3 separate regions of the Zea mays genome follow, and all the other regions are linked to region 1. Evidence: chromatin contacts called from public Hi-C data. All regions are on one chromosome and are shown on one strand. Each heading gives the region's core, a stretch centred on a gene start, on an enhancer-like site or on the middle of the called end of the contact. The rest is flanking DNA. Distances are from core to core; before and after follow the strand shown. Region 1 holds the start of LOC100285031 (lichenase-2). Region 2 holds the start of LOC103650768 (hexokinase-3). Region 3 holds the start of LOC100272379.

Evidence for each region. Hi-C and Micro-C count contacts between places; a contact is called where the count stands out from the background.
Region 2: a Hi-C map of bundle sheath shows a contact between it and region 1, with 3 times the contacts expected there. The contact joins the promoter of LOC103650768 here to the promoter of LOC100285031 in region 1. A contact is called at or near these places in 5 of 25 Hi-C or Micro-C datasets (bundle sheath, ear, leaf and 1 more).
Region 3: a contact with region 1 is called in a Hi-C map of tassel, with 2.0 times the contacts expected there. The contact joins the promoter of LOC100272379 here to the promoter of LOC100285031 in region 1. A contact is called at or near these places in 2 of 25 Hi-C or Micro-C datasets (leaf and tassel).

The regions. Positions count from the first base shown.
Region 1 is chr3:154,065,889-154,070,216 of Zm-B73-REFERENCE-NAM-5.0, reverse strand. It overlaps LOC100285031 (lichenase-2), which reads right to left and starts at 1,871. Exons shown (of 2, transcript NM_001157926.1): 1 at 1,653-1,871; 2 at 1-147. The coding sequence starts at 1,749.
Region 2 is chr3:154,276,033-154,280,360 of Zm-B73-REFERENCE-NAM-5.0, reverse strand. LOC103650768 (hexokinase-3) reads right to left here and starts at 2,470. Exons shown (of 9, transcript XM_008676343.4): 1 at 1,812-2,470. The coding sequence starts at 2,083.
Region 3 is chr3:153,936,027-153,940,354 of Zm-B73-REFERENCE-NAM-5.0, reverse strand. LOC100272379 reads right to left here and starts at 2,092. Exons shown (of 2, transcript NM_001146860.2): 1 at 1,970-2,092; 2 at 41-1,161. The coding sequence starts at 2,048. The coding sequence ends at 221.

The DNA.
Region 1 (4,328 bases), core at 622-3,121:
TCCCGCCCAGCGCCGCCAGCGCGTCGCCGTCGGGCCAGTAGAGCCGCACCACCGTGAAGCCGTTGTCGCGCAGCATGCCCACCACCGCGCTCGCCGGCGGCAGGTTGTCGCCGCTCGTGCCGTAGCACACGCCCACCGACGCCGCCCCTGCGTTGGGTTTGGACGTCCGTCCCCATGGATGGAGCGACCGAGTGAGCGGAGCACATACAGGCAAAAGCCGTGTATCGGTTATACTGTAAGTAGCAATCAAAGACTAGGATTTTGTGTGCTGCTTAATTATGCGTGGAAGGATCGATGAGTGAACTGCTAGAGATGGAAGGGAAACACAGCACATCCAATCCATCAAGGAGAGTCCATGTTGTACTTGAGTAAGTTATGCGTGGAAGGAATTAGCATGTATCGTCCTGAACTTTAATTTCTTGATGCCAAGAACATGTACAGCTAGTTCATTCTGATCCTTGGTAACGTATGGATGAATATGCCAGATGCATCTACATCAAACCTCTGGTGCTCTGCTCACTCTCGCAGAGTCAATCAGCTGGTACGGAGTGTGGGAGTCGGTGGTTCAGACATCTTTTCTGACCTTTTCCTTTTCTTTTCTTTTCTTTCCTTTCCTTTTCCTTTCCTTTTCTTTTGCGAATGAACTGTGATGGAGGATGAAGAAAAGGACATGTAACTGAAGATTTCCGGCAGGTTCCGAACTCGCACTCCGTCAGGCCTCTTTCTGTAGTGCTCTTCGATGGTACATGCACGCATGCTTCTAACATATAGATCGGCTGAATTACATTCTTTCCTGGTTCAGAGTAGCTAGCTAGGTCAACAGTCAACTAGTAGTACATGACATGCCGTGCCGTGCCGTTCAGTGGAGAAGGTAGCTCTTGACGGTTAAACCGACCGTTAGTATGTCGCTACCACTACCAGTAATCAGCATCAGCAGCGCCGTTACTAACTACTACAAAGCTTCTGTTGCAACGTCTGCAGCAGGACCGTTGGTTAGTTAGTCTTCTTGGAAACGGAGCAAAGCGACTTGAGGAGGGAACCAAAGGTGTCTACGTCGTCTCCTAGCTGCTCTAGCATGCAGAGGTAGCACTAGCTTGGCTTGGATTGGATGGTTTGCAAGCAACATGGATTATCAGTGGGTGAGTGAGTGGTTGAGTGCAGACGAGAGATGAGATGCAGTGGTAACATGAATGGATGCAGATGAAGAGTAAGTGCAACTGCCATGGCCGTGCAGTGCAGGTGCATACATACATGGAAGACGATGAACAGGCATGCAGTATCAAGCATGTATGTAGTCAGTAGTCATGTACCCACAGAAGCCCGTATACTGACCAGCGTCACTTATGAAAGCCTCTGACTGACTGGATTGTGGCGCCAACAGAATGTTGAGCTGCTAATTGAACAAGAACACACGCATGGACCTGACCTGACCTGACCTGAGCAAGGGAATTAATTAAAGAGAAGCGGCCGTTGGTTGCACTTGCACTGACCAAACTTTCAACAGTTCCTTTACTTCTCCGAGCGACACGACACTCATTCAGAGAACGAGAAGCATGTAAAAGTTCAGCTGGGATTGATTAACCATGCCGCTGCAAGCTCATCTATGCACACACAGAAGGCAAGAGAGAGAGAGAGACAGAGAGAGAGATTACTTGCAAGGATGGAAGCCAAGATAGTGAGGAGGAGGAGCAGCGCCACGTGGAAGCCGGACAGGGGAGAAGCTGATGCTCCAGCACCTTGCGCTGCCATTGATCTCTCTGTCTTCCTGCTGCTTGTCTTCCAGTTCCAGAGCGATGTCACCTCTGATGACTAACCTGAATGAACTGCTAGCTGCTGCTTTGTGCCTCTTGCATGCAGTTCTCACTGCTCCTGCAGGACTCCAATCCCCTTGTGTATTATATATATAAGCTGCAGCTGGGCCCAACCTCCAACAGATGTTTTATTATGCGCCGCTGGTCAGCGTCTGCCCAACTTCGGTTAAGGACGACGACGCACTGATCTTGAGTTCTGGTCCGGTAGGAGGCCTCGCACTTGCACTAGCTTGCCCGGTTGTTCTCAGGTCAAACTTCCAAGGCACCACATTGGCAAAGGGACAGCGACTCCCTGCCGCGCGATCTGTTTCAGTTCAGGTCGCCTCTTGTACTTGCTCCACTATGCAGTGCAGCTTGCTTGACCGGAGCATTACTTCTTGTGAAATTTGAAGTTCTTATACTCTAATATATATATACACTATAAATCTTGGATGGGAGCTGCATCACGGTTAGAGCCAGAAGCACGTACGTACGTATACGGATGGTTTAAAACTTCAAAAACAAACTCCCTACCCTGCATGTCAAACAGACTCCAGAAACCACTCTGCATGCTCTTGTACTCCCTAGCTTCCATGCGTCGGACGATGTGCAAATTTGGTGCCGGAAATGCAAATGGTCCCTTAATTTGGAACCCACATCTCTACGTCGTACTGCATGCCCTTTTGCCACTCGCCGGCCCCTGGCTAACCACCGGTGAAGACATATTAGGTGCACCACATGCATGCATGGACACCATGTCCCTATGCGTGTACCATTTTGTTTTTAAGAAAAAAAAGAAATTATGGTACCTCTAATAGCAACTAGTTAGAATGCTCGTATGTTGTTACGACTTCTATATATTATATGTGTTGATTTTATTTTAATAATACACAAAAAATGTATGTTTAGTTTGTTATGTGAGTGTGGATGTAGATTCAAAAACTAATGTTTAAATCTCTACGTATATATAATTTTACCTTATTTTTTTATAAAATGGGAAGAGTGACGCACAACGACTATGATCGTAGAACCGTGCAAACAAAAAAAATTATACTTTAAATATAGTAGAGATAGCATGGAACTTCTTTTGCTCTTCTTTTTTCTTCCGTTGATATATATCATCCATGCATGGTACGTTATATAAATTAATGATGGACTGATGTGCATTATTCAACAACCTACAAGGTTTCCAAAACTGTGTGTTTCTTTCTAAAGTGGTACTGCTGGTACCTGTCTCCATCCCGGCTTTACTAACCGTATTACCGATGATTTGCTGTTTAATCAAGAGCAAACAAAGCCTAACTTGCTGGCGGGAATTCGCTTTAATTAATTTAGGCCCACTTTCAGATACGAGATGAGATCAATCCATTATATTCATCGTAATCATCCTGTAACGTGATGTTTGCTTGGTAATCTGTCCCTGTTGACATAATAGAGAGAGGGGGTCTTCTTTTCCTCGCTCATCTCTTTCTCCTTGCTTGTTAGTTTGTTACGTTTCACCTTTTAACTACTACCTGCTGTTCTCGTTACTCGCTATCATGTGCCATAAGTGAGTGGATATAGCTAGATTGTTGGCTCTGGCTTTTCTAACTCTTACTACTAGGTAGGAGTACCTACATGCACGCGTAAAGCTGAAACTTGATATTTAGGCCACAACAATAGACTAGCGGACACAATTGCTTGCCGAGTGCTTCAGACACTAAACAAAGTCTGGAAAACACTCTGCGAACCCTTTATCGAGTGTGACTCTCGGCAAAGAAGTCATGATGAACTATACATCAACAACAGTTTCTTTATAGAGTACTTTTTGTCAGGCACTTCGCAAAAACTTTGTCGAGTTTTATTTGGTTCTCAGCAAAGAAAAGTTGCCGCCACGACAACGACGTCACGACGACAAGTGATAAATTATAAAATGTCTTGGTTTTCTTAGAGACGTTGCTTTTATTCTTATTGCTAGCGCTGATCTAAGCGCCAAACAATGGAATGAACCACCTAACGGTGCTCTCTGTGGAGGCGCAGATGGTCCGCGGTCCTAGGCCGGACGATCCACGACCTGAGCGTAGGAGCGGATCCTCCTCTGCACGCTTTCCGGACAATCCGCGTCTAGGACAGAACTGTGTCTGTGATGACCCAGTACTCTTCTTCTATATGAAGAACCCTAGAACTCGCCTCCGGGTAGATCCCGCCAAGGAGGAGGGTTTTAGGGGTTGCTCCAGGGTCGACAGGCCACCCGTGGCATCCCTAATCGACGTAGAGTGGAAGAGGGATGGTTCGTGCCGCTACGGTAGACAGTCCAGACCGTGGACCATCCGACCTCAGGGTTGGACCGTCTGCACGGTCTGTTTTGGTGTTCAACACTTACTGTATATATATCTAGACGTAGCATATATATATCTAGACGTAGCATATATTTAAGTGCATAGCAATTAGGTGCATAGCAATTTTATAATTTAAAACAGAGTAACGAGTAATACATGCTTATTGTCTATAAAACCCATATATACTATGCTCACGTTTGATGCATATATAGGGCACTTG
Region 2 (4,328 bases), core at 1,221-3,720, 210 kb before region 1:
ATTGGGGCTCACAAACCGAGGAAATTGAACACTAACAGCTATGGCCTTGGATGGGCCTAAACAGAAACAGATAGATGCAATATCTGGGAAAGATTCAAAAAAGAGGCAGTGTGGTTTCATGCATTTCCTAATGAGGGTATAATATTCCATAGCAAACATGTAATTGATCAAGATAAATCATTCATATCAAGTTCAATCATACTTGACAAGCACAAGGCGTGAAGGCTATGCAAACCAAGAAGAAAATGCTCCATTCCCGTCACGAAAACAGACAATTTTCACAAGAACAGGCAATGGCTACGAACAAGAAACACAGTGGTGCTAAAATCCAAACATGTGACAGAAGCAAAAGAACAAAAGGCCAACCAAATCAATGTGTATCCCATCTGTCACGCAGGTTGTTCTACTATCATGCTAAGCTGTTGCAAGAGCGGCTACCCAAAACCAAACAATGGACATAGACATATGGTAACAAAACTGTGTGGGCTTGAGGTTTCATTTGGCCTTCAAATTCCGATTGTTTAGCACGGTATTAGCTGGACTGTGAACAGCACAAGCAACCAGCCTTGAACAAGCAACAGTAGAGCATCCCGATGCAGTGGGACACAAACGTTTCTGCATTACGGGTTACGGCTCGACATCATCGTCACCAGATATTCTTGCACTCCAAAAGGTGCCTCCCCGAGCAATGATTCCAGTCTGACAGAGAACGCCCCAGGCCAACAATGCCATGGTGGAATACAACCTGGCGCCTGTGAACCCCAACGCCGGGGGCATAAAAGCGTATAGGTAGATCCATGTCCCAAGAGGCCGAGCTCCGCGCCCCCTTTTATGGCGGCTTCCGGCCACCAAACCTCTCCATGAATGCAAGCGTCAACCCAACAGCGCTTGCCCCAGGTGGCTGCCATCCGCCGAGGTTGTGGCGCTGCAAGTGCGGGCGGCATCACGCATCTGAACTGTTCAAACCCACCAGAGAGAGGGCCGATTAGACTAGACGCGAAGGCCACAACTCCGGCGGAGAAGAACATGGTTTCTGTCCCGTTCCAACAAAGATGGATGGCAATAGCGACTTTTGTGACGTCGTGTTTGCGGGAATTCCACGAGGAAAATCTACCGAGGTGTGCGCGGCATTATTCGGAATCGAATAAAGATGGCGACTTTATACAGGAACATAATATATCAGCAAAAGTAACGGCCCAAATTCGCTCACTGTGGGATGAACACATCAGAAAGGCAGGGACCCAGATTTGTTCACCATTGCGGAGCAGGGAGATGAGTGTGAAAGGATCCTCAACTTAGCATCGACAGATTCGACACGACTAGTACGACCCTCAATGCAAGCAGCATTGGGCGGTAGATAAGTTTTTAAACCAAAACAAACCAATCAGAAACCTTAAGCGGCGAAAAAAAATCGAATCCGTACATTTCGCACGGACGCCCAAAGGAAGGCGAGAAATGCGCGTCGCTCCACAGCAGCTGGGAAGGCAAAGGAAGCAGCAGAAGGAACCAAGAAAAAAGAAATCACATTTATGTACGCACAGCGGGGTAAAATCGGAGGCGACCAAGACGGCAAGATGCAAGGGTATGATCCAACTACCAGCATGTCAGTCAGTTACGACGGGGTGTTAAAAAAAAGAGGACAGGCTTTTTTGTGCCCGTTCTAATCAAGAATCAGGAGGAGGGGGGAAAGGGAGGAGCTGGGGGGCGCTTCAAATCATATGGAATCGCGAGGCCGCGCACGGCGGAGGACAAGGGCCTGCAGGCAGTGAGGTGGGGTGGGGGGGGAGCGGGAGGCGCTGTGCCGTACGTACCCGGCGGGGAGCGCGTCGACGAAGGTGAGCAGCATCTTGAGCTTGCTGCCGCCGTCGGACGCGAGGCCGGCGTGCATCTCGACGACCATGGCGTCGACGACCTGGCGCAGGCGCGGCGGCGGCGTGGCGCAGCCGTCCTCGAACTCCCTGAGCAGCGCGACGGCGCGGCGCCACCGCGACCGCGCCGCCGCCCGGCGCGCCACCAGCGCGGCGGCGATCGCGCACGTGGCGGCCGCGCAGCCCGCCGCCACGCCGAGCCCGACCCGCCCCATCCCCCCGGCTCCAGGCGCACGGCGGCGATCACGGCAGCATCCCCGGGGGGCCGGGGGCAGGGGCGGTCGCTACCTCCCTCCCTCTCTCTCCTGGCGCCCGCGCCAGCGCCCGCACCGCACGCGCGCGTGCCCGGGACGCGGCGCCCTGGCGGCGGCGCGCGGCGGAATGGCGGGCGAATGAGACCGGCGCGAAGCGGCGCCGAGCGGGGGTGTTGAAGGGAGGAGGAGGGAGGGGCGGCTAGTAGTGGGGGAAAGGGGGGAGAGAGAGAGAAGGGGAGGCGCGGCGAGGCGAGAGGGGGAAAGAAATAGAGAAATAGGGGAGAGGGGCAGGGGCAAGCGAAAGGGAAGAGCGTGGCCTGGCGCTGGCCTTGCCCGTTTTATTACGCGCCGGAAGTTTTGCGATTTGGCCCCTGCTCCAGGCTAGGCTATATAGCCTAGGCACAGGCAGCGCCAGCCACCACCTGTCTGTCTGCATTTCCATTTTTTTCGTACGTTTGTGGAATGCTTCTTTTTTTTCCCGTGCCCGGCTTTGACCTGCTGGAGACCTGGAGTGTACTTCCCTCCCCGCTTTGTTTTGCTCAAGACAACGCCAGAGGCCAGACGCAGTGCTCATGTGTTGTTGTTGTATATATATACTACTACAGATCAGCAGTAGTATATGGTTGTATTATGCGTTTGGTTTTGTCACGCTCGATGGATGATGCGATCGACGGCCGTCCATGCTTGTGGATTTTGTTCCAGTACGTGGCGTTGGCAACAAACGCCACGACTTTTAGAAAAAAAAAGCTGATGGCGTAGCCTAGCCTACTGTACTCCACGTGCTCTTTTCTTTTCATTAGGTTAACGTTGACGTGTTCTCTTGAGGCCTCTCTCTCTCTCGCGTACTACCTACGTCAATGTCGACGGCGATCGCATCGCAAGTGATGCGGGTGTCAGCAAGCAATGGCGGCGACCTGGCAGCAGAAGCGTCTCCGGGTGGGTCAACTTAACCAAATCGGCGGCGGCGGCCGGCGGCGCAGCCAATCAGCGAGCGAAGGCATTGGCGACGGGAAGTTGCATAGGAGGCGCGGCCAGGCCAGGCCGTCAAAAAGGCGAGGAGGCTAGCGACCAGTAGGGGTGATCCATCCCGTCCTCGTATGCGCTCCGGCCGCTTTGCTTGCATAATTTACGCGAGAAAGAATTGCGGGGGGCGGCGGGGCTTTTCGGCCGTTGCGGGCGGGCGGGCGCAGGCAAGGCAGGGCGGTGGCGGCAGCGCCACGGGGCAAAAGACGCGGCCTGCGTGCGCGGCGATATGGGCGCCTTTGTTTGTTTGACCTCGGTCGGGGGGCCACCCCGGTCGATGTCGATCCATCCGGCGATAGCGACCCGGCCACTCCGCCCAGTACCGGGTTCGGGTCTGGGCGGTTCGGGTTCGGTTGGCACTGACGACCCGGGCGGTCAGCGGCGGCCGCTTTGACCGGGAGGGAGGAGGGAGGGACCAGCAGACCAGACCAGACCAGGCTAGCGTAGCAGGCGGCAGCTGCAGCTCGCCTCCCGCCGGGTCGTACGGGGGAGTAGATGGTGGAAATGAATCGGAGAGAGCAGGCCAGCGCGCGCGTGTCTTGTGCTCTGGCCGGGCCTGCTGTCGTCTGCCGTCGGCCCCGTCCCGTAGTACTACTAATCCTGGAATGCCCCCTGTTAAGCTTCGTGCTTCATTGGATTTGGGCCTACTCTTTTTTTTCTTGCTGCAGCGTTTGTATCTCACCTCGGAACCAAAACCCGAGGCCAAGGCGAACGGACGCGGGAGGCCGACGGCGGGCGCAGCCGCGGACGCGGAGCCGTGGACCGGATCCACGGAAAGCGCTGCCGCCGCGGATGGATGGTGGGATCCCACCCACGAACCACCCACCACCAGGGGGGGCCACGTTTGCGTTCGCGGGCTATTAATTGCGCCCGGCACTGTCGCGTGACGAGCACCTGCGCTGCGCTTGTGCGGCCGGCGGGCTGCCAGGGCCGGCCGCCCGCCCGCCCGCCCTTTGCTTCGTCTGCAGTCTACCTAGGCACGCAGGCGCAGGCGCGCGCTGTCCGTCCGGCGTCGCAGCAGACACATGGCCTGCCCAGAGCGACAACAATATAATAGTAACAGCGAGAACGCCGCTATCTATACGGACGCGGAACGTGCGCCCGTGCCACGGCGATTCCGTTAATCAAAAGCGTGGCTTGCGGTTCAAAAAACGGACGCCACAACGGGCCGTGCACGCACGCA
Region 3 (4,328 bases), core at 843-3,342, 130 kb after region 1:
CGTAGGCGGCAGCACAATGAACGACCAGGTAAGATGAATGCATCAGAATTCTATCTCTTTTTATTCATCATATATAGATAGAGTACGTGCATACAAGTTAATTGCACCGCTCCTCCACAAGTCCGGCCGGCCACATGCACGCAGCAGCTTATTCATGTAGCATATTATTAGGTTAATTGATTGATGAAGATGTATTATTCCTCCGATCCGCCACTCTTAATTAGTTGAACCGGATCGGGTACACGGGCTGCTTGTTGCCGTAGAAGAGGCCGAAGTTCTTCTCCGTGGGATCGCCGCCCTTCTGGTTCTCGTTGAACATGGCGAAGACGAAGGTCTCCAGCGGGCCGGTCCTCTTGGGCGTGCCGCGGCCGACGTGGTCGATGAGTCCCTGGTTGTATTTCCGCGCGTTGTCGACGCTGGCCCCGAAGCCGCCGGCCGAGGGCCAGCCGCTCTCGGACACGACGACCCTGACGTTGGGCGCGCCGGCCTTCTCGAGCGCGGCGACGACGGCGTCCACCATGGCGTCGAACAGGTTGTTGTAGTTGAGGCCGTTGCCGTTGTCCCTGACGGTGGTGCCCGGCTGGAACGTGGCGTAGCCCAGGCTGATGTCGCGCGGGTTGTCCCGGTACGCGAAGTAAGGGTACACGTTGGCGAGCAGCGGCGCGCCGGTGCCGGCCAGGTAGCGCGCGACGTCCGCCATGTAGCCCTGCGCGAAGGAGCCGCTGGAGGGCGGGAACGAGTTGGCGACCACGTCGAAGCGCACCGACGTGGAGCACTTGATGCCCGGGAAGCCGGCGCGCGCCAGGGCGGCGTCCAGGTTGCGCATCGCCGGGAGGAGGCTGCGCGTGTCGTCGCCCTGCACCTCGTTGCCCACCGCGACGTACTTGATGCCGACGGCGGGGTAGTAGGGCCGCACGTTGCTCTGCACCCACGAGTCCGCGAACGAGGCGCTCCTGGCGAGCTGGCCCAGGACGCCGCCGCCGTTGCCGGTGTCGAGGATGAGCGCGATGCCGGAGTTGCGCAGGGCGGCGAGGGCTTTGGCGTCGGGGGAGTAGATGCGCATGCCTTTGATGCCCTTGGACCTGTAGAGCTGCACCACGTCGCTGCTGGACGGCAGGTTGTTGCCCAGCGTGCCGTAGCAGACGCCGATGGAGTGCACGGCTGCACGCAATGAAACGTCGTCGTCGTCGTCGTGTGAGGTGTTGTAGCATATATACTAGCTAGCACATGTTGGCAAAATATTTGCATATATTCGGATGCACGCTAGCTGCAAATCATCTTTGGAGTGCTTGATTAATTAGTTGTTTATCTGGCGATCAACGTACGGAAGGAGAGAAGGTGAGAATACGTACGTGTCGAAACAAAATTATTAGGCATATATTCGTGATTTATGCAGCAGAGAGTTGGATGGATGATGAAAGACCGAACGATTCCTCGATATCCTCTAGCGTACACGCATGAAGTTATATATATATATATATATATATATATGTATACTAATAAATCTACTGCTTGACACTGATTGCTACTAACACTACTCTTTTATTAGGATTGGAATCATGCAACAATAGTAGTTTATTCTATAGGTCCGCATATTACAAAAGGCTGTAAATTGCACAAAAAATATATACACATGATAGATGTAATATAATAATCTATACTATTCATTCAATTCAAGAAGTACATATATACACTAGCTAGATATGTTGCTATGATTTTTATTTATTAAGTATAAAGTATAAAACATAAAGACATATATGATTGGTTAGGTCGGTATGAACGTAAGTTTAGAGCTAATAAGCACAATTTAAATTCCTATTAATATATGCAAATAAAACAACACGCTTGCATGCACACATGCAAATAAAACAACGAATAGAACAGCAACGACATATATATAGAGCGAGCGAGGTAATAACAATCAACGAATTAACGACCACGACGGTGACGGATAATACGCGATCAGTACTTGTAGGAATGGACGCAAACGTCGTTGCAACGAGCAGAGCAGCTGCAAGCATGGAAGCAACTTGTCGTTGCCTCGCCATGGTCGTCGATCGATCGATGATCTCTCTGTCTCTCTCTCACTCACTAGTTTGCTCTCTTGGATACAACGAACACCCCCTCCCCTTTATATACACACAAGACGCATACACGCACGTCCCATCCGAGGTCTGATGAGCCTCGCCTCGCCTCGGCCTCCCAGAGTTGCCAGCCTGGTACGTTTCCCGCGTCCAGAGAGACTCCAAAAAAGACGCATTATATTCATGCATGTGGACGTGGTGTGTGTTGCACCGTTCGGCGGGCGGGCGGCCAGCCGGGTTGACTACTAGCACTAGCCACACTCGATCGCCACAGCTATAAGGCGGCCATCTGGATCAAGTTGCATGCATGGGGTCGTGTCACCCCTCCGGCGCCGCAGAGCCTGGCACACACGTCGTACGTCGTCGTCCTACGTACGTTTTCCACGGAGACAATAATGGCGGTCTACGGTGCTCGACCTCGACGTCTGATCCCGATCGACGACGACGACGCAAGCAAGCTAAGAAGTCCGCGGGACGGACGTGGAAGAAGCCCGCGCGTGGCAGCTGCGCAGGCTCTCTCTCTGTTTTTTTTTTTAAATTTCCGGCGTGCGTGTACGTACACGTACCAGCTGATTGCCATGATTTTCTAAAATACCGGCATTTGTATTATATAGAAAACCACATACAGGGATATCATACTCTTAAGATCGTGGATTAACTATTAAATATACAACAACATTATTCTTCTACTGTGTATAGATACAAGCATATATGTGTTCTATATATATATATATATATATATATCCCCTGCATGTATATATGGGAGTTCGTTCTTCCTTGTCACGTCGATAAAACGACCTAGCTAGGGTACGTACGGTACGATGTACGGCCGGCGGGGGTCTCAGCCGGTTAAGTTGCACGGGTCGCATGGCGTCTACACATCAGTCTCCGTCTCCGGCGCAGCAGCCGGCGGAACACGTCGTCGATCTCCTCGCCATTTTCCACGGGAGACCGATGGCATCATTCTCCGATCACGACGCGATCCAACAACAAAGTTCCCTCGTCGTCCGGGCGGGAACTGCGGGGTTGCATTGTGGAAGTGGAAGCCCGCCCGCCCGTTCGCCGGCCGGCCTCGTTTTTCCTCGTGTGTACTTTGTGTTCTTTTCTTTTCTTTAGCTAGGTAGTAGTCAGGGTACGTTGCATTCCATTGCATCGCTATCGCATGCATGCGCGCGTACGTGTGCCCCTGATCTGCCTGTCCCGGCCTGTTTTTATTTGCTACTAGGGTTGCCAGCCCATCAAATTCTATCCCTACTACCTGCATGGAAATTCTTCGCTCTACCTGCATGCGGTACAGCAGCGAGTTCTTCGATCTTCTTCAAGCTAGGGACAGCGCAGGATCCCGCTAGCAGCCGGCCATGCATCTTGTGTTCTTCTTCTTCTTCTCTCTCTATATGATCTATGTATATCCACATGGGCGCGCTATCGTATTTATTAATCCCGGCCAGCCAGCCCTTGCGTACGCCTACGGGCAGGGAGATGTAGCGCAGCTTGTGTTGACGAATGACGCATACGTACGTGGAATTCTTGGTGCGGGCCGGGGTGCTAACGGATTGGACCCCCATGCTTTGTATGTATTATATTCCACCACTACTAGTAGCATCTACTAGCTAGTAGTGGATTTATTTCTGTCTCTGTTTGCATCATTCTTCTTCCGTTCGTCACGGCTGCATCATCGTATCCCCTCATCCGAGGCCATGGAGCCGGTCTTGCGGTAGGAAAGACGACATGACCATCTCATTTAATACAATTAATATTTTATGGTCCGTATTAAATGTTATATCTTAAAACATAAGGCTAAACTCATAAAAAAACAGCTCTAACAATGTCCTATTTCATAAATATTTATTAAAAAAATATATAGGGCACATCACATGAAGTGATCCAAATATCCTACACCCCATATTAGTGCCTTATCCTTGTTTTCAACATCATGCTCAACATTTTCTTTCCTAATAATGTATTTTATTTCCTTAAATACATTGAAGCTGAATTTATTTTTAGTGTCCTAAACACTTTAAATGATGTAGTTTATTCAACTTTTGAGGCACTATTTTGAGGCACCTTATTGAATATGCTTGTACAACCTAGAGATGCTAGATCGATTTTCTAGATACAAGAGACATCATGATACAATCCCAAGCCTTTGGATCATAAATACACTTAAGAGACCATGTGTATGGAGAGTCATGTAGAGACGAGCTCTTCGCGAAGAGTCCGTCTCTTGTATTTTTTTCATTTAAC